Regions from separate parts of the Sus scrofa genome. Here all the other regions are linked to region 3. Evidence: chromatin contacts called from public Hi-C data. All regions are on one chromosome and are shown on one strand. Each heading gives the region's core, a stretch centred on a gene start, on an enhancer-like site or on the middle of the called end of the contact. The rest is flanking DNA. Distances are from core to core; before and after follow the strand shown. Region 1 holds the start of NUP153 (nuclear pore complex protein Nup153). Region 2 overlaps KIF13A (kinesin-like protein KIF13A). Region 3 holds the start of KIF13A (kinesin-like protein KIF13A).

Evidence for each region. Hi-C and Micro-C count contacts between places; a contact is called where the count stands out from the background.
Region 1: a contact with region 3 is called in a Hi-C map of embryonic fibroblasts, with 2.3 times the contacts expected there. The contact joins the promoter of NUP153 here to the promoter of KIF13A in region 3. A contact is called at or near these places in 1 of 5 promoter capture datasets (liver), 3 of 47 Hi-C or Micro-C datasets (embryonic fibroblasts, epiblast stem cells and skeletal muscle) and 1 of 2 datasets of contacts at active chromatin or transcription factors (alveolar macrophages).
Region 2: a Hi-C map of subcutaneous adipose tissue shows a contact between it and region 3, with 2.1 times the contacts expected there. The contact joins the enhancer-like site here to the promoter of KIF13A in region 3. A contact is called at or near these places in 1 of 5 promoter capture datasets (liver) and 5 of 47 Hi-C or Micro-C datasets (embryonic fibroblasts, heart right ventricle, skeletal muscle and 1 more).

Annotation. Positions count from the first base shown.
Region 1 is chr7:13,463,823-13,467,901 of Sscrofa11.1, forward strand. It overlaps NUP153 (nuclear pore complex protein Nup153), which reads right to left and starts at 2,755. Exons shown (of 22, transcript XM_001926651.6): 1 at 2,075-2,755. The coding sequence starts at 2,185.
Region 2 is chr7:13,554,917-13,559,175 of Sscrofa11.1, forward strand. KIF13A (kinesin-like protein KIF13A) reads right to left here. Exons shown (of 40, transcript XM_021100220.1): 15 at 1-52. Among named protein-coding and RNA genes, the nearest start is that of NUP153, 90 kb to the left of the region's middle. Within about 2 kb of position 2,110, at least 8 of the 83 cell types and tissues checked have an H3K27ac peak or open chromatin away from gene starts, as enhancers often do. A contact at or near this core is called in subcutaneous adipose tissue, where this site is marked.
Region 3 is chr7:13,714,168-13,718,375 of Sscrofa11.1, forward strand. KIF13A (kinesin-like protein KIF13A) reads right to left here and starts at 2,677. Exons shown (of 40, transcript XM_021100220.1): 1 at 2,454-2,677; 2 at 2,085-2,175. The coding sequence starts at 2,508.

The DNA of each region.
Region 1 (4,079 bases), core at 1,505-4,004, 250 kb before region 3:
TGACAGCCCAGGAAAGCTGACAGCAAGCAGGTAGTCCATAATCCACAAAAGTTCCAGTAAGCACTAAAGAAAGTCTTGAAGATTTTAAAAATCGTTAAATTAAATAGAATATTCTTTTGTATATTCCCAGATACTTTTCTTTGGTAGTATCTGCCAATACTAACACAATGTATCTGCAATGTTAATCAAGAAACCGCCAAACATCTTTAATCCCAATTCAAAACCTAAAAATGTTCTTTCTTTTTCAATCAGATGGCTCACGCAAATAGCTGAAAGTATTTCAGAGAGGGCGACATGATAAATGATCAAGCTCTAACACAAAACTGCAGAGTCTGAAATCCTATCAGCTCTAAGACAATTTGGATCATAGGTGTTAAATGTTGTTAAGGCATCACCTTCCCCCAAATCAGATTTTTCTCTAAGTACATTTAAAAATAAAGTGCGGTTATAGTTTTTGCTACCTGGAATATATGAGTTCTTCTCTACACTCTGCCCACATCATCCAGTGATCTGTATTTACAACATATCATTTTTTTATGTAGAAACTTTAAGGAGATGTAAGAAAGCACTGAAAGACATTTATTCCTCAGGAAAAACAGAAAGCATGTGTCTAAATTCCACTCTCCAAAAGGATTAGGTTAAATGGCCAGTCCTGTGACCTGAATTTTAATCTCAAATCTGTCTGCAAGTACCCCTGCTCCTCACAAAGAAATCTAAAAACCAAGCACTCCTGGTATATATCTGGGGGACAACTGGTGGTGGGAGCTAACAATAATGCCAAGGCTTATAACCATTAGTAGAAAGATACTTACTATTATAACCCAGTTTTTACTGTTAAGAAATTTCTCCCAAATCTTTATTTTTAAAATTCTGTTTTTTCATGATACAATTTACCACCACTAAACATGTCAAAGTGCTCATATTCATTATCATCCACAACACAGCAATCTAGGAAGTCTGCCTTCAACAGGACGCAACAAGTTTTCAGACCCTTTTGCCATACTTTAGTTTTTTTACAGGTTTAAGACATATACTTCCCACCGAGAAATTTTAAAGGGCCTTTTATTAGAATATTTAACATTTTCCTACTCAATTCCCATAACAAACAATTAACAGCTAAAAAGCAGAATTTTCTCAGACTCTAACATCTCAGTTACAATTAGACTAAACCCCTGTTCATAATTTCGAGCGCCCACGAGTACACAAGGTGACTAAATTATAAGACCACCAATATTCCTAGACTATTAAAAAGTACCTGAACTTCCTAAAGTACGTCCCATAATATTAAAATATTTTGTGCATGAGATGAGAACTGGAGTTCCGGTCAACTGTGCGCAATGGCCAATTCTAGCCTCCAAAATAAAAAGGGGAGGGGTGGACATAGTGGGGAGGGAAGAGTCTTGCGACGGAAAAAAGACGTAAGTGCGGAGAGGGACTTTCAAAATGCCCCGGTGCCACTAACTATAACCCGGTTAAGAAAACAAAAATCTAAGTCAACGCTCTCAGATCGGGAGGCACCCGGGAAGGGGAGATGGAGAATTAACTAATAGGTTGAGAGTAACTTCTTCCACTTGCCGTTTAACAGCGCCCCCCACCACCACCAACCCCCGGGGGCCCCAGAGGCCGATACCCCAGGGCAGCCCCCTCCCCACTCACGCTGAAACGCGGGAGACTAGAAAATATCAAACGTAGGGGCCTCCAGCCACATCTTTTCCTTTCTCCCATCCAGAAGACGTGGGTAACACCCTCACACCCCCAATCCCCGCCAAAAACGAAAGAATCCTAGGCCCGTCGTGGCCTAGGATTTCTGTTCCCGCCCTGCGCCGGTCGGGGGAAAGCCCCAGGCTAAGAGGGCTGGGGAGAGGCGGCCCGAACCACACGTGTGCGCCGCAAGATTGGCCTGTCTCAGCCCACTTCCCGTCGCCACCCCAGCGGCCCGAGCTCCCGCCGCCCTGCTCGGGCCTTCGCTCAGGCCCTCCCGTCCGCTCCACGTGGGGCCCCGGACCCCTCACGCCCGTTCCCTCCCCACCCCAGTGCCCGACCCGCTAGGCCCCGAGGCGCCGGGGTCCCGTACCTGGTGCTGTTGTCGCCCCTGCTGGTAAGGCTTAATTGGCCCCTGGTGGCAACGCCGCGTCCGGATCTTGCCGCCACCGCCCCCTCCTAAGCCTCCGGCTCCCGAGGCCATGGCGGAGCCTCCGCGGCTTCCCCCTGAGGAGCGGGTTAGGGGGCGGGAGAGGCAGAGGCGGCCTTGAGGCCCCCCCGCCCGGCCCCAGCCCAAAAGTCCGTCCGCGCTGCCCACACAGTGGGTCACAGGCACACCAGGAACCGCGGGTCTGCGAGCAGGAGCCGAGAGAGAATGCGCGCTGGCGGCAGCGAAGGGGGTGGCGGCGACACAGGCCGAGGACCTGGCTCCCGTCCGGCAGCCTCCCGCGGACCCCCGCCTCTGTGTATGTCACCGTCTCTATGGAGATTCTCCGCGAGGACAACACAAGAGGTTCCAAGCGCTGCTTAGGCCTAACGCGACCGCCGGCTGACGGGGATTCTTCTTCCGTCGCCCTAGCCGTAGCTGCCGCAGTTGAAGCCGCCGGCGCCGCCCGCCTACCCCTCCCCTTTGCGCACAGCGCCCGCCCCGCCGTCGTCGTCGTCGTCCCTGCAATCGCCGCTGTTGCGTCTATTACCGCTACTAAGGCCGCCGCTGCGGTCGCGAGCCAGGACGCCGTCACTAGTCAGCGCGCGACGAGTTTGCATCATCACGATGTGACCAGGTGATAGGCGGGGAGGTGGGAAGGGCTAGTCGAGCCCGCGCTCTCAGCCGCGCGGGCCGCTGGGAAACGTAGTTCAACGGAAGGAGGCGCGTGCTCAGAACGGAGGACGCGGAAGGAGAGCGGCGGTTCCCTGCAGAGGCACAAAGCCAGGGGTTCCGTTCCTTTTAACTGCTCTTGATTCTAAACTTTGAAAGAGGCATTTAACACAAACGGTAACCTCCTTCCCACTTTCCTTCTCTGGAATGGTAAAGCGGGAAGAAAGTAAGCACATAGTAAAATCACAGAGAGAAGCTAACAATATCTTATAAAAAGAAAAAAACTGGTTGAAAAGACAGTGTCTATGATCTTTAAGCCTAAAACAGAATTAGCAAATATATACAGTTTCATTAATGTCCGTTACAATAAGGGCTTTGTTGTCAAACACACAAGTGCTGTCTGGCTCCACCACTTAAGTTTGACCTTGAAGTCAAAACCTTCCGCCCCTATAAAATGGGAACTTTAAAATCCAGCTTATACAGCTGTTGCGATCATCTACGTGGAGCACTTAGTGTATTTCCTGGCATGCAAGAGATGCAATAAATGGTTACGGTGATCACCTACAGCAGTCAAGCTCACGTTAGAGGTAAGCCGTATATTACCAGTAATAAAAGTATACATATATTTGCTCCAAATAGAAGGCATTATATTTAGCAAAGTGAAAAGTGAGTTAGGCTCAAAGACTTAATCCACAAAGTATAGCGATTTTTAAAAGTTGACCGTTAGAAAGATCTGGGTGATCACGTGCGCCAGCCCTCATTCAACGGACAAGACGGGGTTCCGGAGAATTTAGTCGACATATTGGAGGACACTGAACTGGGCAGTCAAAGCCAGGACTATAACCCAACTTTTCTGTAGGAGTTGAAACAAGTAACCAAGTGATTAGAAAGAAAATCTACTTCTGTGAAAACACATGGGCTTAATGTTCCATTTGAGACAATTGATTTTAAAGCTTATAAATAGCTTTGGATTCAAATAAACTTAATTTTAAATCTATCACTTACTAGCTGTGTAGCCTTGGGTAAGTTACTGATCCTCTTTCTACGCTTCAGTTTCCTCATCTGCAAATAGAATGAATATTAACCTCAACAAGTTGGTGGTTCTGGTGAAAGGATTAATATACATAATTCATAATAACTGCTTAGACAGAAAGCATCTAATATCATCCAGTTATCTGATACAAATAATTAACCTCAAGACTTTTATACCATCTCTACCACCAAATTGCATGATTCCAATCGCTATATAAATCATATAAGTCAAAAGGTGAAGCCAAAC
Region 2 (4,259 bases), core at 860-3,359, 160 kb before region 3:
CCCGTGCCACAGCTGGGTGGTGCTGCAGACCAGGGTGCCGTTGACACAGGACCTGAAGGAACACAGGATTGGGGGGTCGGGGGCATAGGTCAGCTGAACAGTGAAGAGCACAAAGCCCAGACCTAGGAGCTGAAGCAATAACTGGGGGAACGTTCCCTCACTAGACATATTCGACTAATACCTAATGAAGCAATAACAGAATGGTAACTACTATGGCAACACGAGATCTGGGCAAAGATGATCAAGGGACACCAAAAACCCTCAAAAGCAGTTGCACTCCTGAGGGAGATGGACAGCAATGCCTATGGGATATTCCTGACCATATTTGAGCTGAACCTGATCAAACTTTTATATCTAAATACCAACTTCAGAAGCACAGAGGGAAGAGGCTAAATGATACCCCGGGATGCAAGGGGCAAAATGTTAGGTGTCTTCAGCAAATGAAATGCAAGAAAACAAGGCAGGGGGTGGGTGTGTGGAGGAGAGAGGGGGCCTCATGGGCTAAAAGAAACCTAAGAGACATAACAATCAATGACGATGGTCGAATCTTCCCTGGATCTTGATTTCAAGAATGAGCTGAAAAAGATCCTTTATAAGACAATGGGGGGGAGTTCCCAATGTGGCACAGTGGGTTAGATAATCCAGCATTACAGATATGGCTCAGAGTCAACCCCTGGCCTGGGAACTTCCATATATGCCTGAGTGTGGCCATTAAAATAAAATAAAATAATATAAATGACAATAAAATATAAATCTATCAAAACATTATGCTGTATACCTGAAACTAATATAATACTGTAAGTCAATTATCCTTTAATAAAAATAAGCAAATAATTAGGGGTATGGAAAACAACTGTAATAGTCTCAATTACACAGTATATGTCACACCATAAATGATGTTCACCGGTCTCTGGGTTTGTGCTGGTCTGTGCATCTTGGACTTGTCTGAAACAAATTTTGAAGAAGCAACTGTGGAATAGACATGGGAGGTGGTCTTTCAATAGTGCGGTTTCCCTCACATTGCAACTTTCTACAGCTCATGGGCCATGCAGGGGCTGTGAAGTCAGGAGCCTAAATGAGTTATGTAGGATTTTCTGCTTATTAGAAGATCTCATCAACTGATCCTTTGACACAGCTAAAGCTCTGTCTTTGTGGCTTTTTTTAGTGGGAGAGGAAAAGTCCTCCAGATTTTTTAGCATGGACAATTTTAGTCTTCTTATAAATGTTTCCTTCACTTAAAGACATTTACTAGCCTTTAAGGGCAAAACAAAACATTATGGGGATAACTAATTAGTTAATTAACTGAAATTTAATTTGCTAAAAGACTGTCAGGTGAAGTTTGATGGAGAAAAATAAAGAGTATTACTTTGAGTTTTAATTTTTTTGTAAATTGCTTTTATCATATAGTCTCAGCTGGTTCCTTATCTTTAGGGAACTCTCAAGCTCAAAGTTATGGAACAAGGAGCATTCACATATGAAAAATGTTACCACATTTTACCTTTGTGGTAGAATTCAAATCTGGTGACTAAGATATATATATTTTTTTCTTCTTCTTTCTTTTCCTTTTCTTTTTTTTTTTAGGGCCACACCTGTGGCATATGGAAGTTCCTGGGCTAGGGGTCAAATTGGAGCTGCGGGCGGCAGGCCTACACCACTGCCACAGCAATGCCAGATCCAAGCCACATCTGCGACCTAGGCCACAGCTTGTGGCAATGCTGGATCCTTAATCCTCTAAGTGATGCCAAGAATCAAACCCGAATCCTCATGGATACTGTGTCAGTTCTTAACCCACTGAGCCACAACGGGAACTCCTAAAATTTTATTAATTAAAAGTACTCTGGAATATCATCTAAAATGTTTTTAATATGCCATACACAAACATAGGAAAACTTTGGTGTGTATATTTTACACTAACACGCTCCTATCCAAATGACTCGCAACATTGTGACTCAAGTTTTGAAAGTCTGTTTCCCATCTATTTGGAATTATATTCTGATTTATTCATCTGCCGAAAATGGAAAATGAGATCAGAATATGCATGCACATATTTGTCCCTTGTGAAAATTACTGAAAAGAAACCTTAACTAAAATTGAGGTCAAGAAGCCTCAAGAGGAAACTCACATCCTGCCATTACTTACCTCAAATGAAAGACGTCAGCTAATGACCCCAACAGGAAGAAACCTACCTTGTACCCCCAAAACAGGGGGGGTAAAGTACAACTATTCTGCTACCCCAGCAGGAAGAAGACAGGCCTCCTTCCTGCCTAGCAACAAGCCCAGCCAATAAAAACGCCACGGCTCAGTCAAGGAGAGGTGTCACTTGAACTTTTACTTTCCTCCAATGAACGTCCTTGCTAATGATTTCCTTTCCCTGACCCACCCTTCTTATTATGTAACTCTTCCAGGTTGTGTAACCCCTCAGAGGATCGTTCTGTCTGAGATGGTGCCTAATTCACGAACCATTTCATACAGCAATTCCATCTTCAAATTTACTCAAATTTGGAGGGTTTTGTTTGTTTTTTGGCTGTACCCGTGGCACGTGGAAATTCCTGGGCTAGGGATCGAACCTGTGCCACAGTTACAGTTTTGTGCCATGGTTGCAGCAATACTGGATCCTTAACCTGCTGTGCCACAAGGGAACTTCCTTGAATTTTGTTTTTTTAACACTATAAATATATACACATTTTTGTCAAAAGGATGATAGAAGATTTTTTTTTCCAATTGTATAGAATACTTATCTCTTCTACCTAAAAAAAAAAAAAAAAAAAAAAAAAATCAGTAGTCAGTTTTTAAGGAAAATATTTTCCCTTTGCTTATTAAAGTGTCTGAAAAACCCTCCAGAAATTCTAGGAATTGCAGTATGATCAACAGTAGAAATGTGTTACTCAGTGTCCTTTATTATTTTAAACTCTGAATTATAATTTTAAAAATACAATTCTTGGGATTTCCCTTGTGTCACAGTAGGTTAAGGATCTGGCATTATCACTGCAGCAGCTCAGGGTGGTGACATGGCATGGGTTTGATCCCTGGCCTGGGAACATCCACAAGCCATGGGTGTGGCCAAAAAAAAAAAAAAAAAAATTCAGGTTCTCATTCTCCCTAGCTACATATTAATTTTCAACAGCATCATCTCAATAGTGGCTACCAAATGGTCTTAGCAGATTCATAAACTTTTCTATAAAAAAGTTCAGTAGTGCAGTGTTATTCTAGAATAAAACTAAAACCAGTTCCAGAGGAAATTAGAGAAAAATAGAAGCTTCACCTCTCTTACATATCAATTACTATGTAGGTGGTTACACACACACCCCCACACACACACACAGCCCTGAACACACATATACACACATCACTCTGCCATTTGAGTATGCTCTTATTACAATAAAAAAAAAAAAAAAGTTATGGAAACTGCCTGGTTGGGTAGTCAAGCCAAGAAATTAGCATAAAAAGTAATTTCTGTTTGGACGCATGCCTAGGGCACTTGAAAGAAACAAATATAAAATCTCTCTGAAGGAATTTATATAGCCGCACCCAGGCCACCAGGACTTCCACAGATAAACTGCTGAAGATAAATAAGCACATCTAAAATATCATGACTGCTTTAGGAAGCAAAGTTATCAGCAGATACAACAAGCAGTTGGAATGAAGGGAATCTTCAAATTTGGAGAATAGGGTTTCCAAATAAGGGCAATAAAGTAAGTAAAAATAAAATTATTAAAGCACACTATGGAGTGAAAAACAAGACTCCACCAATAGAGACCAGGCTTATCTGAAAAAGGACTTCCTAAACTTCTGCAAATGAAAAACAGACACTGAAATGCAAAACTTAGGAGAATGGTTAAGCAGCAGGCAAGGCAGGTCATGAGAGAACTGGTGGATCTGAGGATAGATCTGAGGAAATAATGACTATCCCTTAATCCCTCGGGGCCTTCTCCTGCTGTGTCTCCCCAAACCTATTTCCATCTTCACAACCAAGAGTCTCCACCTGCTTTCTCACCTCACTGTCTTCCTTCCTTGCATTTTTTTCCTTCTCTAATCACCACCACATGACACCTAAATATCCCATGGTTGCGAGTGTCTTCCTAATTGCTATGTCCAACAGGAGCTCCTTAGCTTCCTCTCTGACTTCTTTAAATGTTCTCTTGCCCTGGATTCCATCATTGTATCCTGCTGTTTACTTCCATGGCTTCTGACTCCTTTGCCTCCCCCTCCTTCATGGATTATCTTCAGATCAGTCCTAAAACAATAGTTTAACTCTTCCA
Region 3 (4,208 bases), core at 1,427-3,926:
AGTTGGAAAAATATGAAAGCGGGCTGCATGATGAAAATCAAAATGCATTTGATGTCTCCATCCTTGCAAAGACAGTAATCCTAACCTGCAAGCAGCACTGCTGTGTTAACTGAATGACAGGTACCCAGGCAGAATCCCACAGAAAGAGTCCATCCGCCTATCCTCTTGTCAGGAGGTCAGAACCAGAGAACAGCCATGTTTCAATGCTATTCTTATAGCTCCAGATAAGGGGCTATTCCAATAAGCAAGCAGATGGATAAATCCCCAAATCACCCTTCAAATCAGTACTTAAAACATCCTGATTAGTAACCATGTTGGTGGCCCAAAAAATGGTCAACTGATTATTTAGCATTTCAAAACCAACGGTCTACAGTTGTAATTTCCATCCAAATTCCACAAAACTAAATCTGTTTCTGTCCACAAATGACAAAGCTTCATTTCATTAAATAGTAGTGAACAGTAACATTGCTTACAGGTAAGAGTGACAAAGAGTAGGTGACAAATCAGCAAGGAAAAGAGAAGCCACAGCTATGTAAAAGGAATTAACAGTCTACCTGTTCCCTAGATGGCTTTCAAGACTGACCCAGCAGAATTTTTTTTCTGAAACAGTATGAAAATATTCATGTTGAGGGGTGGGGAAATGCTGGTGATGAGGGAATCTAATCTGTAAATGTTTTCATTTGCTCAATGAGGTTAGTATCATCATGAAATATACAACTATAGTGCTATAAATGTATCTAAAATACTACAAATATCTAAAATGTATCTCAAAATATTATCCAAGGATACGCCCATTCCTGAAAAGTATTTAACACATTTTAAATATAACTTAGCTATTTACAATCACTGTAACAATCTGCTATAGGAAGCAGAATGTTTGCACCCTGGATAAAAATGTCTAGCCTCAGCACAAAAAGAAAAGAATTCCCCATCTCACCTATTGGTAATTTCTCCCCCCAAATTTAACAAAACTATGTCTGAACACCATAGGATTACAGAATAAAGGCAGTTGCTTCCTTTGGCAATAAAGTAACAAACCCTACTTTCAGTCTCTCTTCAGTGGGGGGAAAAAAAAATCTCCGAAGAGGAAAAAAAAAAAAAAGGCACTAAATTGTATCACATCAATCAACAGGTGACTTTCAAAAACACAAACTCATGCCGGAGAGGAATTAATTTTGTCAAATCTCCCTGGTTTTTCCTTTCTATTTTTACAAGCTACTGCACTGCTAGTCTGAACGAATTCCAACCGTTTTCTTCTCAGGGGCTTACCAGAAAAATGCCAAATATTCAAATTATTTTAGGGCATTTTCCCATACTACTGCGTGGAATAGAGCTGAATTAATAAGGATCCAACAGTTGTCACTTTTCAAATGCAAATATGTTGCCATCTAGTAAATACAGCCCCCTTTTAAACATGCCCCCCCATCGTCTATACAGCTCGGGGCACTACTTTTGTTTCCTTGAAAATCAAAATTCGCGCATTACCTTCAAGCATTATTTCAACCCAGCACCAAAAATAAAAAATAAAAAAAGATTTTAAATGGTCCAGGCCTGAGCCTACGTCGTACAATACTGTTTGCTTTATTGTGGGGGTGTTCCTTCCCACCTCTCATTTTACACACAAAGTTCCTTAACAGTTCTGCCAAATAAAGCAAACAGAGCAGGGGTGGAAAGAACCAAGGGCACTGGGTTCCACGAACCAGGCCTTGGGGTGGTCATCTGCCCAACTCAGGCCTCAGTTTTCGCATCTGTAAAATGTGGCCGTTGGACTCATTGTCTCAAGGGTCCCATCCTGCTCCCTCACTCTCTGGGTGCCTCGAACCCGACAGGAGGCACAGCCGACTGGTCCCGGCTCTGGCCTGGGGGCGCAGCCTGATGCCGCTCTAGGTGGGAGGGGACAACGAGGAGGGGGGCAGAGGGAGGAGAGAGGAACTTGGACTTGCCACAGCTTCAGCCAGGAGCGTGCGACAAACTTGAAGCCGACCTCCTAACAATAGGAAAGAGCACTCCCATTTTCCTGGCTCAAACTTGCAGGAGGCGGCGGGGCTGGACCCTCCCGCCCGCCCTCTCGGCACCCGCTTTACCTTTCTCCCTGTTTGGTGTTAGAAGGAGGAGGGTGCAGGACCGTTTGATTCCCTTCCATCTCCACCACGCACTTGGTGTTCAGTTCCAGTTCTGAAAGCCAAAGGCAAAACGGACGTTGCAAAGTCGAGCATCCGCGCCCGCAGCCCGCTTTCGTGCGCCGTGCGGGCTCCCCCGGGAGGCGGCCGAGCCGGGAGCCGGGAGCCGGGAGCCGGCGCGCCGGGTCCCGCGACCGGTGCGGGCGCCGCCTCCGGCCGGGCGCACCGACCCCGGCTCCGCTTCGGCCGCCCCAGCCCCGCGGCCCCGCAGTTTCCAAAGTTGCCCCCGCCCTCGGCCCGACCACACACGAAAACGAGCGGAAAGCTCCTCACCTCGTCGGTTCAGGGGCCGGACCCGGACGGCAACTTTTACCTTCGTATCCGACATGTTGGCGGCGCCCGCTCGGCCCGAGGCGGCCCCTCACGCGCGGCGCCGCCGCCGCCGCAGCCGCGCGCCCCCCGAGCGCGGCCGCCGCCGCTCCGCCGTGTGCTCCGAGAGGCAGCGCCGAGGCGCGCGGGCCATCCCGGGGGAGCGCGACGCGGGGCACGGCCGCGGCCCGGGGAGGGGCGGGCAGGCGGGCGGGCGCGCGGGGCGGGGCGCGGCGGCGGCGGCGGCGGGCGGGGAGGAGGCCGCGCCGCCCGGGCCCAGGCGCCGCTCTAGCCGCGCCGGCCCAGCCGAGCGCCAAGCGCCGCGGCCCCTCGCGGCCACCCCGGTCCCGGCCGCGCCGCCATCTTCCGCGCCTCGCGGCGTGCGCGCCCCCCGGCTCGGGGAAGCCGGGCCCGGCGGCGCCCACTGGAGCGCAGCGGATACCCGGGAGGGGACGGCGAGCGGCTGGGGGCTCGGGGCTGCTGCCACCCGGGGCGGGGCGCCCGGTTTCCCCGGGCCCGGCCTGCACCCGAGCCAGCGGGGACCCCACGGGCACCGCCTAGAACTCGAGTCACCTTCTGGGGCCGCTGTCACCCGCAGACCCAGCGCCCTTGGGCGTGCCGGGTGGGCAGGCCTTACCCACGGAAGGGAATGCGCCTCAACCGAAATGCCAGCACGCCGCCCGCTCCTCCCGCCCCGCACCGCCTGGCGCGCGCAGCGGTGTTTTCAGATCCTTATGGTGAACCAAGGCTAGAAATCAATCTGTGCCCCTACCACCGAGAGAGAGAGTGTTTGCAAATACTGCTCTCTCTTCCTTTCCCTGCCCTTGCACTTCTCTTGCCGGAGAGATGTCAAGTGGGCCAGGAGGGTCATTAACTCTTACATAACAATTTAATAGCCATGGATTTTGTCGTCCTGCCAGAGGCCGACCTCTCTGCCAGGGCTGAACTGGGCGAATCTGATGTATTCTGTGCGGCTCAACAAGTGCTTATTGGGCGCTTACTGTGTGCCAGGCATTTTGAAGTGTACAAAAGTCTAAAACCTTAGATTTAGGTCTAGGGAAATCGTTCCAGTTTGCTTGATTGTGGGAATTCAACCATCCTTAAGGTCAATGGAAATTGTACTGGGAACAACTGTGTGCAAAGTGCTGCGGAGGACACACAAAAGCGTGAATAAAGTTATGCGTCTTGTGCTGCAGACGCGCACTCTGTGGCGGGAAAAATAGCACGGAATCAGATATGACGCTGGACTGTGTAGCAGATGCGATGACAGTTTCAATTCTGTCTCCAACTGGTGCCAAGTATGAGCTTGACTCTCTCCCCACTCTTACTCTTCTTTTTTCATCACCACCCCTCCCTTCATTCTCTGTCACATCATGAAATCCTTGAATGCCTAAGACTGCAACTGAGAGTTCCGGCTGGGTGCAGTGGGTTAAGGGTCCGGCCTTGTTTCTGTGTCCGCTGGGGTTCCATTCCTCAGCCCAGCACCATGGTTTAAACGGTCCGGCATTGCCACAGCTGTGGCATAGGTTGCAGCTGCAGCTCAGATGCCAGTCCTGGCGGGGGGGAATTTCCAAATGCCGCCGGTGCAGCCAAAAGAAAGAGAGAAAGAGAAAAAACTTTTTTTTTTTTTCAACTTTATTCAAAAGGCAATGGAAACTGAATGAATGCTTTGGTTTTGGAGCCGGGGACTGATGTGTTCAGAGCATTCTGAGGAATGAC